3 separate regions of the Mus musculus genome follow, and regions 1 and 3 are each linked to region 2. Evidence: chromatin contacts called from public HiChIP or PLAC-seq data. All regions are on one chromosome and are shown on one strand. Each heading gives the region's core, a stretch centred on a gene start, on an enhancer-like site or on the middle of the called end of the contact. The rest is flanking DNA. Distances are from core to core; before and after follow the strand shown.

Evidence for each region. HiChIP or PLAC-seq counts read pairs in DNA pulled down with a chosen protein or histone mark.
Region 1: a contact with region 2 is called in an H3K4me3 HiChIP or PLAC-seq map of embryonic hindbrain, with 10 times the contacts expected there. The contact joins two enhancer-like sites. A contact is called at or near these places in 1 of 39 promoter capture datasets (the 3T3-L1 cell line), 19 of 484 Hi-C or Micro-C datasets (the AML12 cell line, ECoMG-derived neutrophils, cochlea and 15 more), 5 of 115 datasets of contacts at active chromatin or transcription factors (embryonic basal ganglia, embryonic forebrain, embryonic hindbrain and 2 more) and 1 of 9 other capture datasets (embryonic stem cells).
Region 3: a contact with region 2 is called in an H3K4me3 HiChIP or PLAC-seq map of forebrain, with 5 times the contacts expected there. The contact joins two enhancer-like sites. A contact is called at or near these places in 6 of 484 Hi-C or Micro-C datasets (cerebellum, cortical neurons and uterus) and 4 of 115 datasets of contacts at active chromatin or transcription factors (differentiating embryonic stem cells, embryonic basal ganglia, embryonic forebrain and 1 more).

What each region holds. Positions count from the first base shown.
Region 1 is chr1:194,206,421-194,210,422 of GRCm38.p6, forward strand. No RefSeq gene overlaps it. Among named protein-coding and RNA genes, the nearest start is that of 4930503O07Rik, 14 kb to the right of the region's middle. Within about 2 kb of position 2,076, at least 24 of the 459 cell types and tissues checked have an H3K27ac peak or open chromatin away from gene starts, as enhancers often do.
Region 2 is chr1:193,701,007-193,705,025 of GRCm38.p6, forward strand. It overlaps Gm31870 (a long non-coding RNA gene), which reads left to right. Exons shown (of 4, transcript XR_001779912.1): 3 at 1,951-1,996. Among named protein-coding and RNA genes, the nearest start is that of Gm31870, 48 kb to the left of the region's middle. Within about 2 kb of position 2,270, at least 10 of the 459 cell types and tissues checked have an H3K27ac peak or open chromatin away from gene starts, as enhancers often do. A contact at or near this core is called in forebrain, where this site is marked.
Region 3 is chr1:194,159,486-194,163,454 of GRCm38.p6, forward strand. No RefSeq gene overlaps it. Among named protein-coding and RNA genes, the nearest start is that of 4930503O07Rik, 61 kb to the right of the region's middle. Within about 2 kb of position 1,681, at least 27 of the 459 cell types and tissues checked have an H3K27ac peak or open chromatin away from gene starts, as enhancers often do. A contact at or near this core is called in forebrain, where this site is marked.

The DNA of each region.
Region 1 (4,002 bases), core at 826-3,325, 510 kb after region 2:
GTCAGCGGCAAAGGGAAATACTGACTCCACAAAAGACAGCAAATTAGGAAAGACATTTACGGAAACCAAAATTTTTAAAGATAAATTTAAGGTAAAATTTTGAGATTATAGTTTAACATTTTAATGAACAGAAGGATAATTTTGATAATACAGAAAGAACTCATGCAAACCAATATCAAAATAATGATGATGATGATAAGTCATCTGCAAGTCAGGCAGTTCTAGGAAAAGGAAATGCAGCTGGCTGTGAAAATCGTAAGAGGTGCTCAGCTTTACTCAAGGTATAGACAAGTGTGAAGAAAACATAATAAAGACAGAATCTTTATCAAAGTGTCACAGATAAAGTGATGACACTATTGTCCTGCTGAGGACAGTGAAGAGGGACAGTAGAAACTGGAGCCATCTGTGAGTGGACACTGCTGGTGTGTAATGTATTTTGTATACCTGCTAGTCACTGCTGAAAACTCATTACTCTGAAGACAGACTTGCACATGAGAACAAAGATGTATACACAGGGAAGTTCAGTGAAGAATGTTTGTGATGGAGAATGGTAGCCTGTGTTTGTCAGCAAGAAATTACCTACACGGGTTATGAGGCATCCACACAGTATCATGTGGCTGCACACAAGAACAAGGTTCATAAGAAGTTCATAAAGTACAAAGTAAGAATAAAAAGCAGAGTGGTCTTTTGAATGCACTTTTCATGTGTGCAATAGTAGCTGATATATCCATGCTCATACAACTCATATGCTTCTTATGTATGCATGGTCTTATCATCACATGTGCTAGACTCTCCTGAAGTGGCCACACGTCCATCACAGCTAAAGAATATAGCTGAGACCAGAGTGGGAAGACTTTGAATATATTTTAACCATTAAATGTTGAATATATCACTTACATATTTCAAGATGATAATTAAAACAAAGATAAAAATTAAAAGGGAATTCACCTCAGCTAAATGCATTTAATGTTCATTTTACTTCAATATTTCTTGATTTTAAAGTGTGCTGGTGATATTTAATAATAAACATTTCTTTTAATTTTATGTAACATTTTTAATTTTCATAAAATTTAACTTTTAAAGAGAACTTTCTGTTTCACATGTCTGGGGCATCTACACATGATCTTGATATTTAAAAACACGAGAATAAATAAAGAGGATCAGACGGAATGTAATACAATGGAAAGAGCAAGGAAGAATGAAAGTGACTCCTCACATCTTCATAAACAGTATTCAAAGGCGGCAGCGTATTCCTAGATGACAGAGACAGGGGCATACAATTATTGGGGGGAAAGGCATAAGATGAGGAAATCGAGATTCACTCAGAACTTTGGCAACAGCTGTTTGCTGAATAGTAAGGGGATGTAAAATAGTGAAAGTTAATTATATGCTTTTTATAGCGATTTGAAGTGGACCGAGTGATCTGATTCCATCACATTACAAACACTGTCGTAATTTTTTTTTTTTTTATCCCTGCAGGGTTGGGCCACTGTAGTTTGCCAGGGGCCCCACGAAACCAGCCTGCGTCTCAGGGCCTATGGCATTTTGCCTTACTACCATTTATATGATTTCATGATCTTGTTGGACATTTCATTCTAAATCAAGTTACCCCTGTGGTTTTGCTTTTGTTTTGGTTCACTTTAGAAGATGAAGTTCCTCTGACTAGCTTAGGGTCACACAGTATAGAAGTGTGGTACTAAGATGGAAAATGGCTTGCTTGCCTCCTTGTCCCTACAGCCCCAGGCTATCTAGCTGCGCCAGCGGTGGCAGCAGCAAAGACTGCTGTTTCCTGAGGATGCAGAGAAGACTGTTCTGCAGATGCGGACGTCAGCGTCTGCCCACAGAGCCAATCATCCTCATGTTAACCCGATAGATTTCTCAAAGGCAATCTCCGTCTAATTGTGTGTTCTGTGTGCGCAGCCTTTTCTTTGGTGTGCGAATGTGAGTGTGTGTAATGATGTTATCTATATGCCGTCGGGGCACCTGCACATTTGCATATTGGGGAAGAACTGAATAAAACATGAGGTGCTTTATTCCAGTGGGATGCATCATCCTCAAAGGATATTTACAAATGTACTCAAGTCCCCCAGAATCAATCAGTCTCTGAATCAACAAAGGTTCTTTGATTCCCAGGGATGTGCCTTACACTAGGATAAACGCTTTCAGGAAACAACAGAGAAGGAAGAGAGCCCCCTCCACACCTGGGAAACATCCCCTTAGAGAAAATAACTGGATTTCCGGCCATCTTTGCCAGTGGCTCCAGAGGACCAATTTCACTGGGCATACCCCCACCCCCTAGGTGCTTCAGATGGAGGGAAAGGAGGAAGAGAAATAGATGTTGAAATTGGTCACCATTACAGGCACTGTGCCTCAGGAGATCATATCCCTCCTCATGTTGAATGAACACTGGTGAGCCAAGAGCACAGAGAGCAGGGACGCTGCTTCTGTGAACCACTGGGCCTAATGCTGGGCCAACCTCTACTCCAGCCTCTGCAAGCTGCAGACAGGATGGGATTGAACTGAATGCTTCCTTCTAACTCACAGGTCACTCAGTGAGCAAGCAGACTGTTTTAATTTCACAGCTCAGGAGCAGAAGTTCGGCTTGTTTACCTGACTGGAAGCTAAGAAGCTAAGAGTCCAGTACTCTTCCCTTCTACTACCCAACAACGGTTTCCTCTCGCTCTTGGGCTGAGACTGAAACTGTTAAGATAATGGCAAGTCTCCAAATCCTCTCCCAACTCCTTAATTTTTTTTTTCACAAGCGATGCTCCACGCATTTCGTTTTCCTCCTGCTCCTATCTTTACCGAGAGCAGGCTTTGCCCATTGGAAATACTCTGGAATGCATTCTTCTGGAATGCTCTTCCCCAGGCTTTTGCTCTATTGACCCATTGTCATCATTCAGATTTTAATGCAGCTATTAGCCCAAGAGCAAGAGGAAGCCATTGTTGGGTAGTAGAAGGGAAGAGTACTGGACTCTTAGCTTCTTAGCTTCCAGTCAGGTAAACAAGCCGAACTTCTGCTCCTGAGCTGTGAAATTAAATTCAGAGAGACTCTTCCTACCCAGCAGATACGGTCTCTAGTCTCTACCTGTCCTATTCCCTGTGCTATGTGACGCTGAGTTCTTTGCTTAGTCCTTGCTGTGTAATTACCTGATACATTTGTTTTTGTGTTCAGTCACCCCCAGACAGGATGTAAGAGCTCGGTGAAAGCAGCAGCCTGCCTGTTGCCTTGTTTATTGCTGTTTATGCAGTTCCACAGACAGCATGCTGCAAGTATTTAACTAATATTTATTGAATGACTGAGTAAGAAGCCCAAGGAATGCCGCCCCTGCTTTCTACTGTCTTCTGCATTCTTTTATTGCCACATTAGTTTTTGAAGATGACACCCAAGATTCCCCTTGCCTCCCCCTCTCATTAGACCAGGGGCTTACCTTGCCCCAGGGAAGAGTAAAATTATTGCAACACTAATGTAAAGAGAGAAAAATAACAGTAAGTTCTGATTTTTAAAATTTTAAATCCATTTAAATTATGGCCTCTGGTTCATAAGGCCCAGGCCATATCAGAGATTAAGAGTTCGTATCAGAGATTAAGTCCTTCAGGAATCTTGGCGTAATGAGAAAGTCATAAGCAAGTGACTGAAGAACAAGAGAAGGATTGCTCCATCCAAGTCTAGAGAAGAGGGAAGATGGAGATCATGGTGGCAGAAGCAGGTGGGAATGGAAGCAAAAGGGAGCCAGGAAGATAGGGAGATACTACAAACTCATATGCAGAAAATAGAAATTTCTTTCATTGTGCTCTTAATTTAAACCTCAAGTATTGTTTATTTCCACCTGACCTGATCTTGGAGGACAGTTGATTCAGAGTTCAGTTGCAACTAGTGTACATTCTGAAGAAGCTAGTAATTTCAGACTAGAGAGAAGTCAGCCTTACCTGTGCAGGTAAAAGTAGGCAGCTTGGGAGGGACATCCCAGTTTGATGTGGACTCATACTGAGAAAAGAGAG
Region 2 (4,019 bases), core at 1,020-3,519:
GGAAACAGTGAACAGCAGGACACCCCTGCCTAGCCTCCCCAGCCCCCCCTTCCACTATGCATCACAACTGGTCAGCACCATCAGCAGCTCAGTTTCTGATGCACACTGCATCTGAACATGTTCTGTCTGCCCTGTATTCTGCAAAGCTACTTTGCCTTCTTCAGACTCGTGTGAGATCTCCATCTGTGAAACTGTCATCCGTGGTCAGGGCGTATGCGTTTGTACCCGTAGCCTGTGCTCAGTCCTCTTAGAACATGCACCTGCCGTCACCTTTGTGTCCTCAACTCCAGACACACGTCAAGGACAGATCTGAGGTCTGTGCAAAGTTGTAGACTCAGGACTCTGCCCTACCCAGAACAGGGAAGTATATCCTGAAATTGTCCTTGTGGCCACTGGCTCCCAGAGGACAGGTCGGTGATAAGGTGACAGACAAAAGGATGTGTTGACCACAGGGTTGAATAGGACAAGGATAGTGTCTTTCCCCTTTAACCTTGCCCTGCATTCCAACATGTGCACCCCCCACATCAGCCCCTACTCCCCTTTCTTCCTTTCTCCTGCAGCCCATACCCTTTCCTGGTTTTTGGCACTGGCTCACACTTCAGCATCTCATGAACTGTTACATTCAGAGTCCCCTCCCAGTGCTTATGGCCAGGAAGACCCTTTAACTCCATGGCAAAAGAGAAAGAGGAAAAAGAATTAAAGAGGGAGAGGAGAGAAAAGGCTTGAGAAAAGCAATATCCAGTTTCAGCATTTTGTTCCAGGCCACGGGTACAGTTTGTGTGTTCTGTACATGTCTGCTTCCTTGTGGGAGTTTCATAAATTGATGATGATAACAGCGTATTTCTTTTAAGTCCTTAGACATTCAGTCTTTATTGCTTTCTGAAGTCTGCTTGGGGCACAGATGAAATGAGGCTGTGGAGATTTTGCTGTCTGCTCTGCGAGCTTCCTTGCAGAATTTGCACTCACTAGGCACCTTGTGTTCTGAGGTAGTAGGTCATGCTGCCGGAAGCACCTGAGGCTAGCACTGGGAGGTTCAGGACATATGGTTCCAGGGAGACAGACAGAACAGGCTCACCTTAGTGCCAGACACAGGGAACTGGACTAAAGTTCATTTCAGGGGTTTTTGGGGGGGGGGGCATTCACAGTTTCAGAAAATCTCCACTGACACTTAGAATTGTCTTCGAAAATTATACAAAATTAATTTCCTTCCCAGCTCTACAGTTAAGTGTAAGTAACACAAATAGCAGGGTTTTGAATGTAAGAGTCATAACTTTCACCTGATCTGTTTAATTACTGTCACACAATGGATCACCCCAGCCCCACTTGTTAGCTGAGAAGTAGTCCCAACATCAGTGTGCTGATGGACACTTCCTCTCTGAGCTAACGCATGGTGGGCCTTAACGCTGATTTCACGAAATAGAAATGTGTGTATTTTGGAGTTCTCATCAGAAAACAATGAATTCTGCAGTATATCATTACCTGCCTACGGAAGACAGGCACTGAACTCCATCCATGCTGGGTGAAAATCCTTTACTATTAAAAGGAACCAGCTCTTTTCAGCCTGAGTTCTAACACCAGGAGGCAAATGAAAATAATCTCAGACAAGTGGGTTTTCAGTTCATCTCGCCAGCCTCAACCCACCAAATTACTAGCCCAGTCCTCACTCACATCCTCACACACTCCTCTTCCTGGAGGGTGACTTGGGATGTGCTGGTTTTGCACAAAGAGCCAGATAGTCTGATTCTTTTTAGTATGAACAGTCTAGACTCCCACAGGGTGTGCCAATCACAGCAAAGCTGTGCCTGTGATTCAAGCCCAACAGCCTTGGCCTTTCAGCTGTCACAGCGTCAGGTCCCAAGGAGCCTGAACTGGGGGCATGCCTGTCGCTTGTTGAGTACCTTAAAATACTGCCCTGTCTCAGAGGCTCATGTGCGCTGTTTTCATTTACAGGGGATGCAAGGGGGCCGTTAGGACAAGACTCTGCGTGCATGGCTCGGTGAGTTCAAGTCCGATCATGCATGCAAAAAAGCCCCCTCCCAACATGCTGGAGACACTGGGCTTGCATGATTAGCAAAGCCATTATGAATCCTCCGAAAGGCAGGCATTTCAGCCGTGTGCTTGCACACGGCGCAAGCTGGGATTGAAATAGGGAATGAACTGGAGATTTACTGATTTTATTATCAGAATGAACGCACAGAGACAGGGGACTGTTTACTACCATGGTTAATATCTTATTTTGAATTCCCGGTCGCAGTGTGCGCCACCTAGTGGCAGGAGAGCAAATATGCAAGTCCCTTAAGTGTCAGTAAATGGAGATTAGGGTGATTGGCCTTGAGTCCCAGGTAACAAGTGGGCAAGAGTTGGTTAATACACCCTTGCCAGGCCATTGACCTGATCTCAGGCCCTATCTCAACCCACACTGGCAGTGCTCCCGTGAAAATCATGGGCTCAGTGGGCCACACTGACTTTAAGAATAACAGAGACAACCTGGGTAGTGATTTGATAGTTGTAATCAGAATGCTAGATTGTTCTCCCTGCTTCCTTTCTGGCCCTGATTACTAAACACCAGAGAGTGGAGGAGAGAGAAAGATGCCTAGGCTACAAACATCCTGACTCTTTGCTGTTCTTGTCTCCCCAGACTGGAGCTCCTTGGAGAGGGCCACCCTGCTGGTCTCTCCCAGGCCTCAGTCCCCCATAAACTTAGCTGTGGCCTATTACTCTCCCTCTCTTCTCTGCTTGATACTCAATGTTGGCTTCTGAGAAATGTTTTAATGATTACTTGTGACCTAGGAAGGAGTGTTTGGTGCTTGTGCCTGGTTCAGGCACAGAGGAACCTTTGAAAAACTTGGCTACTGGGGGCTACCTGGACAGCTTATGATGGTGCAGGTATGGAACCTCCAGCCTCATCCTCCCATGATCCAGTGGGCTGTGCGTACCTGTCAGGTGACATCTTAGAAAGGCTATGGTAAGCAAGTACATTTTCTGGAGATAGCTCACTGTTTTGCATGGCTACAATGGGTGAGCTCTGAGAACGCAGGATTCTTAGAGACTTTGTCCCAGGATTGCTTCTTGCTGCTGATGTGCCTTTCCTGTCACTATTACATAGCCTAATGATTCCTGGGCATCAGCCCACCATATTAGGCAAATTTCCTTCAGATCAACATGAAGATGAACTTTCACGAATTAGTGCATTTTAGATTAACTAATGACTTTATAACATTCCTGATTTGATTCAAATAATTTTAAGAAAAGAGTTTAAGGAGATGATTTTAGTTGTTTTGCCAAAGAGACTTAATAAAAGTTAGAATCAAGCCAGGCCTGGTGGCACATGCCTTTAAATCCCAGCATTCGGGAGGCAGAGGCAGGCGGATTTCTGAGGTCAAGGCCAGTCTGGTCTACAAAGTGAGTTCCAGGACAGCCAGGGCTATACAGAGAAACCCTGTCTCAGAAAAATAAAAAGTTAGAATCAAGATTAGAATGTGCCCCCTCCTCACAGAATAGAAAGTAAAGGCTGCATAATAAGGAATATAATGAGCTTTCACAATTACACTAAAAGGGGAAATAATAGTCTTGGGACAGATTTGTGATCAAGGAAAAATCATTCATTCTAGGTCAGGTCCAAGGATGAGGCTACAGGTGTGCACTATGAAAAAGCAAGGTCATGTGAAACTGTTGCTTTGAACTTATAATGAGCTTATAGAATGAAACACTGCTTTGAGCTTACTATCCACATCTTTCTGTAACTCCCCTTTTGTGTAACATTTCATCTATAAGGTAAGTTTATAAGGAACTTTTGTCTAAAAAGGTATACGAAGGCTGAAAATAAATAAAGTGTGGCATTCGGAACTCAGCCCTATCCACCAAATGTATATGTCTGTATTTACATACATATCTGTGTAGTTATATGTGTATGTATGTAAGTATGCATGAACATTTGTGGAATTGTTGAGACAGGTGTTGGGCCTGACCCGTGTGTATGTGTGTGTGTGTGTGTGTGTGTGTGTGTGTCTATGTGTGTG
Region 3 (3,969 bases), core at 431-2,930, 460 kb after region 2:
CAAAATATTCCCTTAAAAGGCAATCTCATATGTATTACAGTATCAATGGTTTGTCTGTTACTGCCAGGGCATGTGAAGACTATTGTACGTCTTTTGATCCACCCTTAATTCTTGTCTTCAAGTTAGAACCTAAACAATATAAAGTTTTCCATATTTTTCCTAACTCAAAAAAAATGTCCTTTAGAAAACTGATGAAGATGACAAGAAGTGTTACATAAAATTATGCACATCAGTTTTCAGGGCCATGTAGTTACAAAGATACTAGCAGCATCTCTAGAGGATGGATGTGATGGAATAATAAAGTTCAGGATCCTTCCCTGCAGGACACAGCCTTTCAGATGCCTAAGGCAGATCTCGACAAGACCATCCCTGGAGACCCCTGAGAGGGACCCAGCACAGCACTCTGTGGCCTCTTTCTTTCCCAGTGTCTGTCATTCCAAACCATGCCAAGATGCTGAGATGGACAGAAGGCTCCTACCAGCTCTACTAAAGAGTAAGCTCTCTTCATTCCATTTTTCATTGGGAATGCTGTGTCTTTGAGATCAATCACTCCTAAGACTTACTTGGCTGAGAGTTCTACATATACATCTATGTTTGGGAACATTAACTAGGCAGGAATCTCCTTTTGTCTGGTTCATCAGCTGGTATTTCAATGTCCAGAACTCCATTATATGACTGTATATCTTTTCTACAATCAATCAATCCATTAGTTAATCAACTAATTAGTCAGTCGGTTAGTTAGTCAGTCAGTTAGACAAAATAGTATGTGTCTTGTGTTTTGTCTTTTTGAGCAAAACTAGAGTGAGAAAATATTCTTACTCCAAATCTCTGAGTATTTCTTTTTATTCACTTTTTCCTCTTTAAATTTTCTGGTTCTATTTTCATTTATTTGTATTTTTTTTCATTTTTTGATATTTAATCTCCCACACCCAATTTTTATCTTTCTTTCTAATAACAGAAACTGAGTCATCTCAAGTAGCGTCTCCATGGTTTCCTGATGTTTCTATCTATATTCACAAAATTTCAGAATTAGAAATCTTGGAAAGATAATATATAAGTTGAAAATCCTCCAATTTTTAATAACAAGTCTTCTTTGTGTGAACTTAGGAAGAACATTTAACTTCTCTGATTCTCCATCTGTCAAATGAAAGTAATATTAAAAATATAAAGTGAAATACTCATAACACAAATACGTTAAGAATAATAAATGCTTGTGGGAGCTCAAAACCCATTGGGAGCTCCTCTCTAAATGTTGGCTGTTCCTGCTCCTGATCTTCCTGTCAGCCTTGCTCTGCCTGACGAGCTGGTGCTTGGACTTGCTTTTGAATCCTGGTCTGCACCAGACGCTGCATTTCTGGAAGAATGGCCAGAATGAGCTTCACTGTTTGCACGCAAGCTATCATTCCTGCTTTACAGCACACTGAATGCCTAGCCTCTGAAAAGCCCTCTTTCCTAGGATAGCCATTTGGTGGTTTTTCTTTCTTTTTTCCTGAGCACCTGCTCAAGCAGAACGTGTGATTTACTGCTGGTCGTGAAGGTGAAAGAGATTTTTGACAAGCAGAGAAATGGAAAAAGTCTGAGCTTTGTTCATTAACATGCGATCCTCTTTGTGTGGGCATAGGGGGAGGAGGTAAAGGAGGGGGTTGGACATATGAGTTACAAACTTGAAGCCTAATTTGCTTATGAAGACAGATCTGCGTCTGGCAGAAACACATGGCACTCCAGTCCTTGGGCCCAGAGTTTGGGAAGCCTGATGCATTTAATTGGTAAATCATCTGTCTTTCATTGTCCCCCACCAGCATTATCTGTGAGGCAGCTGCCCACCTTGGCTGATTAAATGATTTAACAGGATGGCCTTCTGTCTCTCCTGCCAGGGCACTCAGAGTCCAAATGAGTGTTGATGGTCCTTTCCACCCGGCTGTGGGTGAGAGCAGATTTTCTCACTGTAAGACTTAGAGTTATGTCTTCTCAATGCCTCTCAATGGAAAGTATTTGCCCCCCCCCCCGCCCCCGTACCCACTTGCTAATAGTTTTTGTTTGTCTACAGGATCCATTGTGTAAGCAGATGTCATACAGGCAGTTGGGATGCCGTGACATATTGTGGATAAACTAGCCATCACAGGCCACTTGGTTACCTTTTCTAGACCGGCAATAATCTTCCAAGTGGCTGGCAAAATTCTATTTTCCCCTTTGAGAACTGTGAGGAGAATGCCATTTATGCTGTAGTCAACATGCTTCCAGGGAACAGATTTTGTGGTAAATCTTTTCACTAGTTGGTATGGATGACAGTTTGGGTCACAAGCTACATCCTGAGGAACCAGCTGGTGCACAGATAACCAACTCCATGTGAAATAATTGGGAGCTACAGCAAGGTGTTGGAAACACTTGGGCTTGAAGTCTTACCCTGTTGTGCTGTCTGATCCTGCTCCCCAGTATACTTCTCCCTCCTTTCTTCCTTCTCTCTTACCTTCTTAATCTTTTCTTTTTAATAGTTCTTTCTAAACCCTAAACACAGACACTTGTTGGCATGCATGCACATGAGAGAGACCTTCTTCCAGTTCTGTACTAATGTGGAATTGTCAGGTTGCCAGGACATAGTCATGAATTTTACTAGATATGGCCAAATTTGATCTTCAAAATACCTGTAACAATTTGTATTTTCACCAGCAGTATTTCAGAGTTCTTATTTTTCCTCTTTCTTACTGCCATTTGGTACCCTCTAACTTAAAGACCTCTGCTAGTTGGGTGGTGGTAAAGAATATGTCATAGTAGTGTTACTTGAATCATTCTGACTACAGGCATGTAGGCAGAGTTCATTCCCACATTCATTTTACCTCGAATTTCATCTCAGAATTGTTATTTTGCATCTTCCATTTATTTTTCCATTTGTTTCTATAAATTGATTTGCAAGAGTTTCCTTATAGTTGAATGTCAGTGTTTTGCTTGCTACATGTGCGATAATGCTTCATTTTGTGGAGTATCTTAATTTTGTTTATGGTGTCTCTGGTTGCACAGAAATTTCTTATCTTGAAGATTTCTGTTTTTGTTGATATAGTTACAATGGTGTCCTATTGTGACATTTTGCTGTTTCTTTTGTATTAGACATAACTAGTTTTTAAAGGATTTGCTCACATTTAGATCTTTAAGATATTTGCAGTTTGTTTTGTGCTTTGATTATAAAAGTAATTTAATTTTATTTTACTCTCCATGTACATGAAAAGACAAAGATGTTGGCATCATTTTAATCCCAGCTGGCCTTGTATGCCTTTTTAATCAGATGTGAAGGCCTCTAAGATGCTTAGATTTTTCTCAACCATCCTCATTGTTTCCACCTCTTTGACCTTCATGGCACAGTGCCCTCACTGCACTTTCTAACTTTCTTTAACAATGGATTTAGCATTGTTTTTAGTTTATTTTAAAGGAACTAATTTATTTTTATTTCATGTGTATGAGTGATTTGCTTGCATTTTATCTATGTTCACTGCATGCATCAAAGTCCTGAGATTGAAGTTACAGACAGTAAGCCAACATGTGGGTGCTAGAATCAAACATTGGTCCTCTAGATGAGTAGCTAATGTTTTTAACATCTGAGCTATCTCTCCAGACCCCGATATGTGATACCTTATTGTGTGTTTGGTGGTATACATCTGTAATTCTAGGAAGCAGGACAATGAGACAGGAAGAACAAGTGTTCTAGGCTAACCTCAATTATATAGAAAGTTCAGTGCTGGGAGCGAGGAGAGGAAGATAGAAGGGGGGAGGGAGGGAGCAAAGAATGGAGGTAGGAAGGAGAGAGAGAAAGAGAGAGGGGAGGTGTGGAGGAAGAATGTCTCTTAGGACAAGTCTACATTTGCACTTTTGGTTTTACCTGTCTCCTGCCTCTTTTAAATCTTGTTTCTTTTTAATGGCACTTTCCTACAGTTCTTGACATTGTCTTTGCATTTCTAAACGATAAGGATATGGTAGGAT